Regions from separate parts of the Mus musculus genome. Here all the other regions are linked to region 1. Evidence: chromatin contacts called from public ChIA-PET and Hi-C data. All regions are on one chromosome and are shown on one strand. The core of a region is the stretch at or near the end of the contact, and the rest is flanking DNA. Distances in the headings are between cores, read along the strand shown.

Region 1 (3,641 bases), core at 481-2,980:
AAGACTTGGGCCCAGTTAATACTTAGATGGGAAGAATTTCATTCTATTTCAGACTTGAGCCTTGGCCTATCTTGCCTAATGGCAGAAGCCAAGAAGGCTTGGGTTCAGTTAATACTTAGATGGTTGGAAGCATTTCATTCTATTTCAGACTTGGGCCCTGGGGATCAAAACTCTGTAGAAGAGCCTCCTCAGCACATCCCATGCTGGCTCCTCTGTTATTTTTATGCTATAGACTCAGGAGCAAAGCCCTCCCCTGCCGGAAAGGAGCGCTGGGTGCGTATCCCTTTCCTGATCTGCCTTTGAAGCCCGTGTCATGTTACTGTCCCTTCTGTTATATATAATGTGCAGCTGTTCTGGTCCTGAAAGTAGGGAAGGTCACTCATATAAATAGGATCACACAGCAAAGAGGAGCACGCTGCTGGGGTGGTTGGTAGCAACAGGTCTCTTCCACAAATGGCAGTCACTACCACAGACAAGGAGTTTTAGTGTTTTTCACTTCTTGGGCATTATAAGTAGAAAGCATGAGATTGGTTATGGAAACAGACTGAGGTGGAGAAAAACATGGAAAGGCAATTCCTTTGCTGGGCTATGACTTAAGGCTGGTTTGGCCTTTCCATGGTTCAAGTCCTTAGATATGACCAGAAAAAAAAAAAAAAAGCTCTTAATGAGCATGCGTGGCACCCAGGCAGGTCTTCTAGTGTGATGAGCTTGCTTTAGTAGCGCAGAGAAACACAACCCAGGGTTAAAGTAAAGTTAAGATTCACGTTAATTTCATCTGTATTCCTGCTGCATATGTTTTAGAAATATTGACATACTTTTCTAACCAGATGGTATATCTTACATTTAATTTCTGAATGATGGTGGTAACTTTCTTAACTTTGAAGTCCCAAAGTAGGGACATGCATGGTGGAAAAGACCAGAGTATTTGACTATGACTATCTGAGTTCTCCATCCTGTCTAGTGGCCCCCTTGGGAACAGTGGGTGAGAAGGTTACAGAACCAATGGCTCAGACTCTGGGAGCAGGTGAGAATGTGTCAGCAAGCTCATTTATTAAGTCTCTGGGAGCGCTCTTTATACCCTCCACCCGTGTCCCATTGGTCTCAAGTAGTTGTGTCCTCCACGTGGCAGCTACTGATTGGCTGTCATTGTCTGTGTCACCTGTCTCTAGGCTCTCAGGTAGGCTTCAGTTTGTCCCTCATGCAGAAGTTACCTCGGTGGCTGTTCCCATCCGCTATTTACCTACATTTATGCAGAACTGGCCACCGCCCTTGCAGCGGGGCCTTTCTGTTCCTCCTACCTTCCGGAACATTCATCTTTCCAAAATTATTGAGTGGACTTTTGCTCAACCACTAGTTTGGAACTCAGTACTCAGGTCTCAGACGTTCTCCATTGCTCCATTTCCATATGCTAACAAATAAGATAACAGAGACCACACCTATTGAGGGGGGAAAGTGAATGAGATTCCAAAGGCTCATACATTTACCAAATAAAATCGCCTAGGCTGTGGTTCACAGTATGAACACTACAGGTATCAGTACATTTTCTGGTGCTGTGATAAAACACCATAACCAAGGGCAACTTATAAGAGAACAGGCTTGTTTTGTCCTGTACTTCAGGAGAAACAGAATCCACCGTGGTAGAGAAGACAAGTAGGGCAATAGTCACAGGAAGAGTGTCAGCAGGCAGGCAAGGTGGCAGGAGCAGGAAGCTGGCAGATCACATGTCCACCTCCCACCCTCGTCCCAGTCCCCGAGCCCCAACCCTGCACAGGAAACACACACAGGAAGTGGGTCAAAGCTGTAAAACCTCAAAGCCCACCCCCCAGTGACACACTTTATCGGGCAAGGCTTTGTCTTCTAAAGGTTTCACAACCTCCCCCTAGCATTACCACTAACCAGGGACCAAATGTGCAAATACACAGGAGCCTCTTAGGGCAAATTCTCATCAGAACTACTGCACTGTGAAAGGCTAAAAGATGGAAACGTGGGAAAGCTGGAGAGACCATAGAAAGTTAGCAGGGTCAAAGTCCAAACAGAAATGAGACCCACAGGCATCCCATGGGAACGGTGCCTGTAAATCCCCTGTGCGATGCCTGCAATCAGAGTTCATTTAAGCCGTTCTGGAAACACTCTCATGGACACACTAAGAGATGTATCTCCGGGTGATTATAAATCCCACCCAGTGGACAACGGAGATCAGCTATCACATCCGTGTGCTTCAGAATGTGACTGTTTGAAGATTAAGCAGTGATTGAATTAAAATGAAATTGGGTACATTGTAACTCAAAATGATAGATGTTCTTCTAGGAAGATGCACACAATGACTTCAGGGGTACAGTTGTCCAGAGGCATGCTCATGAGAATAGGCATCAGCAGACTGACAGAGAAGTCAGAAGATCCACCCTGACAACCTCCCAAACTAGAAGAAATAGGTTTCTGGTTTTTAAGCCATTCAGTCCATGGCTCACGTGGTCTATGCAGTACCCATTTTTCAGCCTCCTGGGCTTAGTAAATAAACTTCTGACCATGCCCCGATGTAGATGTAATCTTTATCTTTAGACTGTTACCCAGGGAACATTTTCACTGGCTAGAGAGACTAAGCACCCAATGCAGCCTTCCATCACTTCAATTTTGTTATGGCAGCTGTAGCAGACTAATACATCCTTCTAGAAGCATGGGACTGATAAAGCAGGAGGAAACAAAACCAGTTTCTGAGATATTCTCCCATGGCTTAAGACATACCCATGATATGTTCTGAGGAGTTTTCAGAGAAACGTCCTGATGTCAAGCTGTAGCCTCACATTGTGCCTGAGTCTACATATACTTCCACACTACACACACTTCCACACCCACGCATCTAATACACACCAGAAAGAAAAAAAGAAAGAAAGATGAGAGAAAGAGAAGAAAAAGAAATACCAAGACAGTGTTGGAAAAGGGGAAGAAAAGAAAAGGAAGCATTCAAAAGGTAGACTTCAATTCAAGTCGGTTAACAGTGGGACGTGTCTGTCCTTCTCAATACTCAAGGGGCTGAGGCAGGAGGTTCACTGTGAGTTTGAGGCCAGTCTGAGCTACATAATGAGATTATGTATCATGAACTTAAAAAAATTGAAAGAAATGAAGAAAGGAAAGGAAGAGAGAGATAGAGAGAGAGATAGATTAATTTTTGAGTTGCCAGATAGAAGAAATTATAGGGTGAACACAGAAGCAATGGCAGAAGCTGAAGAGACAGGGCACAGAGGAGAGAATCAGGTCTGCCCCAGCTAGAGGATGGTGAAGAGCAGAGAGAATGGAGTCGGCTTTACCAGCTGAGGTCAGAAGTCAAACTAGTTCAACTTCATAAAAGAGAATCAGCAGGCCATTGCCATAAAAACACACAACATCCAAAACAAGTCTTTAGCCAGAGGAAAAAAAGAAACGAAAGGCCCCTTTGTTTCAATTATCTATTGTTACATAACAACTCTAAAAATATTTACCTAAAATAATAGTGGTCTATTGTCTTTAAACACATTTCTATTGGTTGACTGGGCATGCTCCAGACAGCGTGAGCTGTCCAAGCGCAGTCCAGCTATACCAGCTACTGCTAGTAAGAGTCTCAGGGGCTGATTTTCCTGGCTCACGTGGTCTATTCAGCACCCGTT
Region 2 (3,677 bases), core at 364-2,863, 350 kb before region 1:
ATCGGGAAGTAAATTACTCGGGAGCAAAGGAATTCTATGAATTAATATTAAAAAGCTACTAGCTTTCTTCTGGGCATAATGCCCTGTCAGCAAATGGATGATTTGGCCAAAATTTATCTATCTATCTATCTATCTATCTATCTATCTATCTATCTATCTATCTATCTATCTCTATCTATCTCTATCTATCTCTGTCTGTCTGTCTGTCTGTCTGTCTGTCTATCTATCTATCTATCTATAGTTTTCAGTAAGGGTCTAGCCTTGTGGCCATGGAAGTTGGTAGATATAAATACATAGTATAGAAAATTATACCAAACTTGGTCTGGAACCAGAAGTCACCTGCCCCTCCTCCAGCTATCATTTTACTTTTGAGTGGAAAAAGTGTTTTTGGTATGTGTATGTGTATCTGTCTGTGTATGAGCACATGTGTGTTAGCCTGTAGAAGCCAGAATGATGGTATTAGGTTCCTTAGAACTGGAGTTAGATTGTATTTTGAAACTAATAATCTAATCTGCAAGAGCCATGTTTCTAAGCTCAGAGTACTTATTTTTTTCAAGTTTATTTATTCATTTAATGCATGAGTGTTTTGCCTGTATGTACCTGTAGTATGTATGTTACCCTAAGTGTGCTTGACACCTATGAAGGTCAGACGAGGGCATCAGATCCCCTAGAATTAGAATTAGGAATGATTCTGAACAATGTAGCAGAATTCAAAGCAGCAGAATTTGGAAGGACAGCTTTGGAAGTTTGTGTAATATAAATGGCAGATAATGGTGATAAAGAATCAGATGGAGTTGAATAATGAGGGAGGATTTAGAACTATGTGTTGTTAATGACAAATTTCTAATTGCTAAAGTTGAAATTTAGATATACAGTTGAGGCATTTGGATACATCATAGAGACTGGACTTACAGGTTTTAGGTGATCACAGGACATAGTTTGATATTTGAAGTCATAGAAGTAGATATGAGTTGAGTGAATTGAGGAAAGCATTCCAAACTGAGTTCTGCTATCATAAGGGTCTGGACAGAGTCAAACATTGATCTTGGATTAACCAGACTGGAATAACAACTGTGACAGAATAACACTTGAAGAAAGTGATTAGAATAAGACTAAGTATTTCAGACAAAAAATGACTGGGCAGAATACCGTAAAATAGTTTCTTCTGGATGTGATAGAGAAGTTGCACTCATGACCTTTCATTGCTATGTCTGCTTGTTTAAGTAAGACCTGCTCAGGACCACACATACCAGTCAACCTTTCCAACACAAATGAGAAAAGTTAACAGGGCTTACAAGGTCCCACCCCTGGGAGACTTAAGTTTTCTTCAGGTATGAACTTCCTGATGGGTTACTCTTGCCCAATTGGCTACAGTCATGTACATGTGAGTACATACATCTATATAGCAACTAGAGAAGAAGACATGAAGTTTAAAAGATAGGTGGGGGTCATGGGAGGAATTGGAGTGGAAGGAGAGATGGATATGATGAAAATACATTGTTCTCATGAGATTCTCAAAAAAGGAAATGAGAAGACTCAAAAATAGCAGAAGGATTGATTGATATAGATAAGCTTCTAAAGAGCAGGAAAGCGTGGGTGGCAGGAAATGATTGCACTGGTACTTACAGCCATCACAAAGGTGCTACCTTGTCAGATTGGGTAATGGACCAACAACAGACACCACCAGACACAAAATTTGCTAGCAAAATAAAAGAGAACATACTTAAAATGCAGAGATTGTTCCTGTAACTATGAGAGGAATGGAGCGGGCAGTGGAACCCAAGAATAAATGGCTCTATCTGAACCCTGCTTCACACAGCACACCTTGCTGACTCATCCTGTCTGCCTGCTCCTCCACACCCGCTGGTTCTGCCTACAGAGTCATCACCTTGCTTTCTTCTTGTGCCTTTCTGTGTTCCTTTCTCCTTTGCATGCTTAAAGTCAGTCACTTGCTGATATGCTGCCATCAGTTCGTTTTTATTTTTCCCCCTTTAGACCAGGAACATATATGTTTCACATCTTAGTAATCTTAATGTAATATAAAGTCTAGCAGGAATGTGTAAAACTAGTAAGTATGGGGCTGGATTATAAAGTAGATTATGTCTGCAGAAAAATAAATTTCTAAGACAGAGGTATGTGCTTTGAAATTGATAATATATATGGCTGCATATTTTCCGTTTTACCTGAAATTTACATCTTATATTTTAGAATTCTGTAGTAGTTGAAGAAATTAGGACATTGATAAGGACAATTTAGCCATTCTTTAAGAAAGGTCCTACCGTGTGGCCCTGGCTGGCCTGAAACTTGTTACATAGGTCAGACTGGCCTTGAAACTCAGAGAAATCTGCTCACTTCTGTCTCCTACAGTGCTCAGAATAAAGGCTATGTTCCTCCAAACTCAGCAACAATTTAGTCTTACAACCCCTAATTTTTCAAATTTTCTTTTTAAATGTGGCTGCTGGACTTAGTGAGCCGTTTCCACAGCCTCAGTTTGTGAGAATGATATCCCACCTCCCTCCAACCCCCCTTTCCATGTGTATGTATGTGTGTGGGGGTGTATGCATGAACATGGGCTTGTGTGTTTGTGGAGGCCTGCTGTTAAAGGACTATTTATTGGCTCTACCTTGTATTTTGGCACAGGATCTTAGGGAAATCCAGTGCTTGCTGATGATGCTTCTACCTAAAGACTGAGTCGTTACCTTGATTGCTTGCTAGACAGCTTACTCTAAGGAGTCCTTGTCTCCCCTTCACCTTCCAAGGCTAGAATTGTAGATGGACTGTGTCCACCCAGCGTTTATCTGAGTTCTCAGGGATCTGGGATGTGCTCCTCTTTTGTTTTTTGTTTTGGTTTTTCGAGACAGGGTTTCTCTGTGTAGCCCTGGCTATCCTGGAACTCACTCTGCAGACCAGGCTGACCTCAAATTTAGAAATCCGCCTGCCTCTGCCTCCAAAATGCTGGGATTAAATGCTGGTGTGAGCCCCCACGCCAGGCTTGAATGTGCTCCTCTTGTTTGTTAATGCAAGCACTTGAACGACCAAGCCATCTCGGCCACAAGCAACACACACACAATTGGGAATAGTTCATACTTAAGAATAAGCTCACCATTGAGAAAAGTTAGAGTGAGATGTTTATTTGCAATGATAAATTAAATCTGAGAAGTCCTATTTATAACACTGTAAGGCTTATTTTCTGGTTCACTCTGGTTCTCGCTCTCTCTTCGTGTGTGTGTGTGTGTGTGTGTGTGTGTGTGTGTAGAAAGGGTTAATGAAATTTGAAAATGTTCAGTTGGTGGTGTCATTAAGATGGTAATAAATTTAAAACTTGCCTCCATTTCCCAATTCTTTTAGGTTTGGTATCTGCCTCAAGCAGCAGCCCTGCCCCTGTCTCTCTGTCTTCTGGAGGCTGTTTAGGATTGGACAAGTTTAAAAAGCCCGAGGGAAGCTGGGACTGTGAAGTGTGCCTAGTGCAAAATAAAGCAGACTCTGCCAAGTGCATAGCTTGTGAAAGTGCAAAGCCAGGCACAAAGTCTGAGTTTAAAGGTGAGGCTATGGTAAAGAACCCCTTTAGTTCCTAGCTAAAGTAAAATGTGTGTGGGCGGGCAGGTTTGGTTTTTAAGGTACCCATTCTCTGGATAATTATATAAAATGAAACCCAGTCCTTGGTTTTTTGTTTTTGT
Region 3 (3,879 bases), core at 522-3,021, 440 kb before region 1:
GAAAAGGAGGAAGAGAAGAAGGAGGAGAAGAAGGAGGAGGAGAAGCAACAGCAGCAATCATCATCATCATCATCTTCTTCTTCATCATCATCATCTTCATCATCGTCATCATCATCATCATCCAGGATTTCTGTAGTTTCCTTTCTAAGGAAAATTGTCTCTACCCAAACTCCTGGTTTCAGCTCGGTTCTTTATCTTGCCTAATGTTTTTACCAAAATTGTTACTTTGGTTAATTATTGTGAAAGTCAGCCATGCCTTTGGGGCAGTTGTGGTCCAGCCACCATGGACACTGATAGCAGGTACATTCCAGTGGCTCAGCTGCCCCTGCAGGCGCCAGCATAGGACATTGTGTGCCCTTAGTCTCAGGTCCTCAGGCATTCCTGTGGCAACTTCATCCCTGAGTGATGGACTCCAAGGAATGGCTGCCGGGGATGGAGACTAGAGTCCCAGCTTCTGTCCTGAGCGGCCACCATCTGTAAGATCCTTGGATTCATTGTTTCATCCTGTAGGGTCTCAGTGAGAAGAGAATCTCTAAGTGGGCACAGTAGGTTTTCTGTCTTGCTAAGATCATCCCAAACTTCACCCGTGACAGCCTGCCTGGAATACATGTCACCCATGACAGCAGCACAAGGGCTGGCCCAGTGAAGTCACTTTCAATCCTTTTCTAAGAGAATTTTCTTTTAAAATATTTGTTTTCCTTACTTTAAAAAAATAATAATTCTTAGGGTGTTAAAATGATTCAATGGGAAAGGCACTTGCTTCCAAAGCTCCCAACCTGAGTGTGAGCCCACCCAGAACCCACACTCACAGACAGACAGATACACAGACACAGAGACAGACACACAGGGACAGACAGATAACAGAAGACAGACTGAGAGATAGACAGAAAGACAAACAGACACAGAGACAGACAGACAGACAGACAGAAGAATTTAATCCTACCTAATCTTTTGGGATTCAGTGAAATGCTTTATGGTGCTAATGTTGTGTGAGGCCTCCGTTGTAATGTGTTAAATTATTCTCCCCGTGCTGTTTGAGAGAACGAAATGCATGTCCTTTCTGTTTATGTTTTCCCCACCAGAGAGATGAGGAGGATGGCGGTGATATGGATAGTTATCAGGTATTGCCACCGCTGTCAATCCCGTGCATGGGGCACAGCTCTCGCTAATCATCAGCCTTCGCAAAGCAGAGGCCAGGGAGGTGGGGACAGGGCCACAGAGTGAGAGCATGTGGTTTCTCACTTGCTTTTGGTTTGCTTCTTATGTGATCAAGGACACAATATTATTCTCCCGATTTTCCAGTTCCAAATCTGTAAGCAGACGCTGCACTGTTCACTCTGCCGGCTCCAGTGCCCAGCTAGTAGAGCCTTGCCAAGCGAGACTGTGTGGCTGTATTATGATGAATGACCTCAAAAAGCACACTGCTTCCTGTTCACAGCCTCCTGGTCCACTCTTGTCTGTCCTCCATAAAGTCCACTTTGCCTCTCCCTTCTGGAAGATGAACGTTACTCTGAATGCCAGTTGACCTTTAAAAAGCACTTTTATTGGGCACCAGGCTTGGAGACTACGTACAGACCTTTGTTTTGTTTTATTAACCAGTTTCCTCTCGTTGGGGTCAAGCTTAGTTCACCATGTTGAGAGTTTAAATAGCAGCTTTCTCTTGTTGGACGTAGAAAAGAGGTGGGTGAGCAGATGTGACATAGATAATATACCCAGGCAGCCTCAGCTAGCCCGGCAACCACAGAGGATGGTGGGGGCGTGATCAAAGCAGCTGGCAGAGATGAAAGTTTCAGGCATGATTTCCCAGTCTTTGTACTGCCTTCCCACTCGGGTGGAAAGAACGGGTTCTCGGTGAGCCTTCCTGTGTGCCGGCTGTGGGGACTCTGCAGGCACGGCTTCTGAGTTCCATCTATCTACTCTTAACTATCAGGATATCCTTCTTAGAGTTAGGCCAAGGAGCATTAGGGATAAACTGATGAGTTTTCCTCCCCTACTTAAAATTTTACTAAAAAAAGGCTGAAAGTGGACAAAGCCAGACCTTGCAGGCAGAAGGTCAGCATCCTCTCGGGTCTCAGCTGTGCCACCAACTAACACCTTCCAGCTTTGGGCATGCTTCCTGCCGTGTTCACAGTGGAGTCCGGCGGCTGCTTCTGGGATCTCTTCTAGCATGGCTTCCCGCATGGGAGATGTTTGATTAGCCTTGTGGTGACGGTTGGCTGTGAAATCTTTGCAGCGAGTTCTGGAGGTTTTCTGCTGACCTATTCATTGCCTTTCGGGGGAAAAAATCATGTATTAATAATAAGGCTATTGAACTGTGAGCTCCATAAATGCCTGTCACTCCCTACCTACCATTTGATGTTCTGCGCTTTGGGCTTTGCTTATGGTATCCTGCTTGAAATCACACGTCTTTCAGTGAATCCCTATCATACAAATGCACACCGGCATGGCTGTGCATACATATAGCAAAAAATCATCCCGCAGTGTAAAAGCATCCTGTTTTAGCATCCTTTGAGCCTGTCTTGTCTTCCAGTGTAACTTCTGAAGATCCAGGGGCTCTGGTTTCTGGGTACCAGCATCCTTGGTCAGCATGGAGCATTGAACCTCTGCTTTCTCACATATCAATTAATCACTGTGACATTCAATGGCTTTTCCTAATGAAAAGTTCCCCAATCTATTTAAATGTCTTCTTTAAACAAAACAAGCCATCGTCTTCATGTTCTATAGAGAAAAAAAATCTCCCCTCTCATTGTCAGGAAGAAGACTTGAATTGTGTAAGAGAGAGATGGTCCGATGCACTCATTAAACGACGGGAATACTTAGACGAACAGATTAAAAAAGTCAGCAATAAAAAAGGTATGTGATGGGGTTCACAAGATGGCTCAGCAGCTGATGGGACTTGCCACCAAGCCTCACAACAGGAGTTCAATCCCCAAAGCCCAACTGGTAGAAGGTGGGAACTGACTCACAGCCACCCTCTCATGTGCACATGTGCTATGATGTGCTTGTCCCATCCCCCACACTAAATAAATGTTAAAAAAAAAAAAGTACATGGGAATAAACTCTTCCAGGAGAAGGGTTTTTTTCAGTATTTTACAGTAGCCAAGAGGAAGAAAAAAAATGAAAAAAGAATCCTTGTGAGTCATGTGTGTGGTAGCTTATCCCTTTAATCCCAGCTTTTGGGAGACAGAGGCAGATGGATCTATGTGAGCTGAAGGTGATCATGGTCTCCATAGTGAGTTCCAAACCAGCCAAGGCTGCATAATGAAACCCCTGTCTTCAATGAATGAATGACCAAGCCAACCTTGTGCTCTGGCTTTTACTTCATGGTCACTCATGTTATAAGCACATATGCACGCTGCTCCATTTCACGTCGATAAAATTCTCCTTGGAAAACCATTCTTAGCTCAGTGAGTGGCGTATGGTTATGTTTGTGTGCCTTGTCCACTGATGAAAATTCAGTGAGTGTACCTAGGTGTCTTAGTCAGGGTTTCTATTCCTGCACAAACATCATGACCAAGAAGCAAGTTGGGGAGGAAAGGGTTTATTCAGTTTACACTTCCACATTGCTGTTCATCACCAGGGAAGTCAGGACTGGAACTAAAGCAGGTCAGGAAGCAGGAGCTGATGCAGAGGCCATGGAGGGATGTTCTTTACTGGTTTGCCTCCCCAGGCTTGCTCAGCCTGGTCTCTTATAGAACCCAAGACTACCAGCCCAGAGATGGTCCCACCCACAAGGGGCCTTTCCCCTTGATCACTAATTGAGAAAATGCCTTACAGCTGGATCTCATGGAGGCATTTCCCTAACTGAAGCTCCTTTCTCTGTGATAACTCCAGCCTGTATCAAATTGATACAAAACTAGCCAGTACACTAGGCAACCC

What was found. Hi-C and Micro-C count contacts between places; a contact is called where the count stands out from the background. ChIA-PET counts read pairs in DNA pulled down with a chosen protein or histone mark.
Region 2: a Hi-C map of CD4 T cells shows a contact between it and region 1, with 1.7 times the contacts expected there. The contact joins two enhancer-like sites. A contact is called at or near these places in 1 of 484 Hi-C or Micro-C datasets (CD4 T cells) and 2 of 9 other capture datasets (adipose tissue and pancreatic islet).
Region 3: an RNA polymerase II ChIA-PET map of memory CD8 T cells shows a contact between it and region 1, with 17 read pairs. The contact joins two enhancer-like sites. A contact is called at or near these places in 3 of 115 datasets of contacts at active chromatin or transcription factors (T-cell acute lymphoblastic leukemia, large pre-B cells and memory CD8 T cells) and 1 of 9 other capture datasets (liver).

Annotation. Positions count from the first base shown.
Region 1 is chr13:46,338,265-46,341,905 of GRCm38.p6, reverse strand. No RefSeq gene overlaps it. Among named protein-coding and RNA genes, the nearest start is that of Stmnd1, 66 kb to the right of the region's middle. Within about 2 kb of position 1,730, at least 85 of the 459 cell types and tissues checked have an H3K27ac peak or open chromatin away from gene starts, as enhancers often do. A contact at or near this core is called in T-cell acute lymphoblastic leukemia and memory CD8 T cells, where this site is marked.
Region 2 is chr13:46,688,922-46,692,598 of GRCm38.p6, reverse strand. It overlaps Nup153 (nucleoporin 153), which reads left to right. Exons shown (of 22, transcript NM_175749.2): 17 at 3,349-3,540. Among named protein-coding and RNA genes, the nearest start is that of Fam8a1, 21 kb to the right of the region's middle. Within about 2 kb of position 1,613, at least 44 of the 459 cell types and tissues checked have an H3K27ac peak or open chromatin away from gene starts, as enhancers often do.
Region 3 is chr13:46,777,868-46,781,746 of GRCm38.p6, reverse strand. Kif13a (kinesin family member 13A) reads left to right here. Exons shown (of 38, transcript NM_010617.2): 26 at 2,754-2,853. Among named protein-coding and RNA genes, the nearest start is that of Gm24620, 12 kb to the right of the region's middle. Within about 2 kb of position 1,771, at least 36 of the 459 cell types and tissues checked have an H3K27ac peak or open chromatin away from gene starts, as enhancers often do. A contact at or near this core is called in T-cell acute lymphoblastic leukemia and memory CD8 T cells, where this site is marked.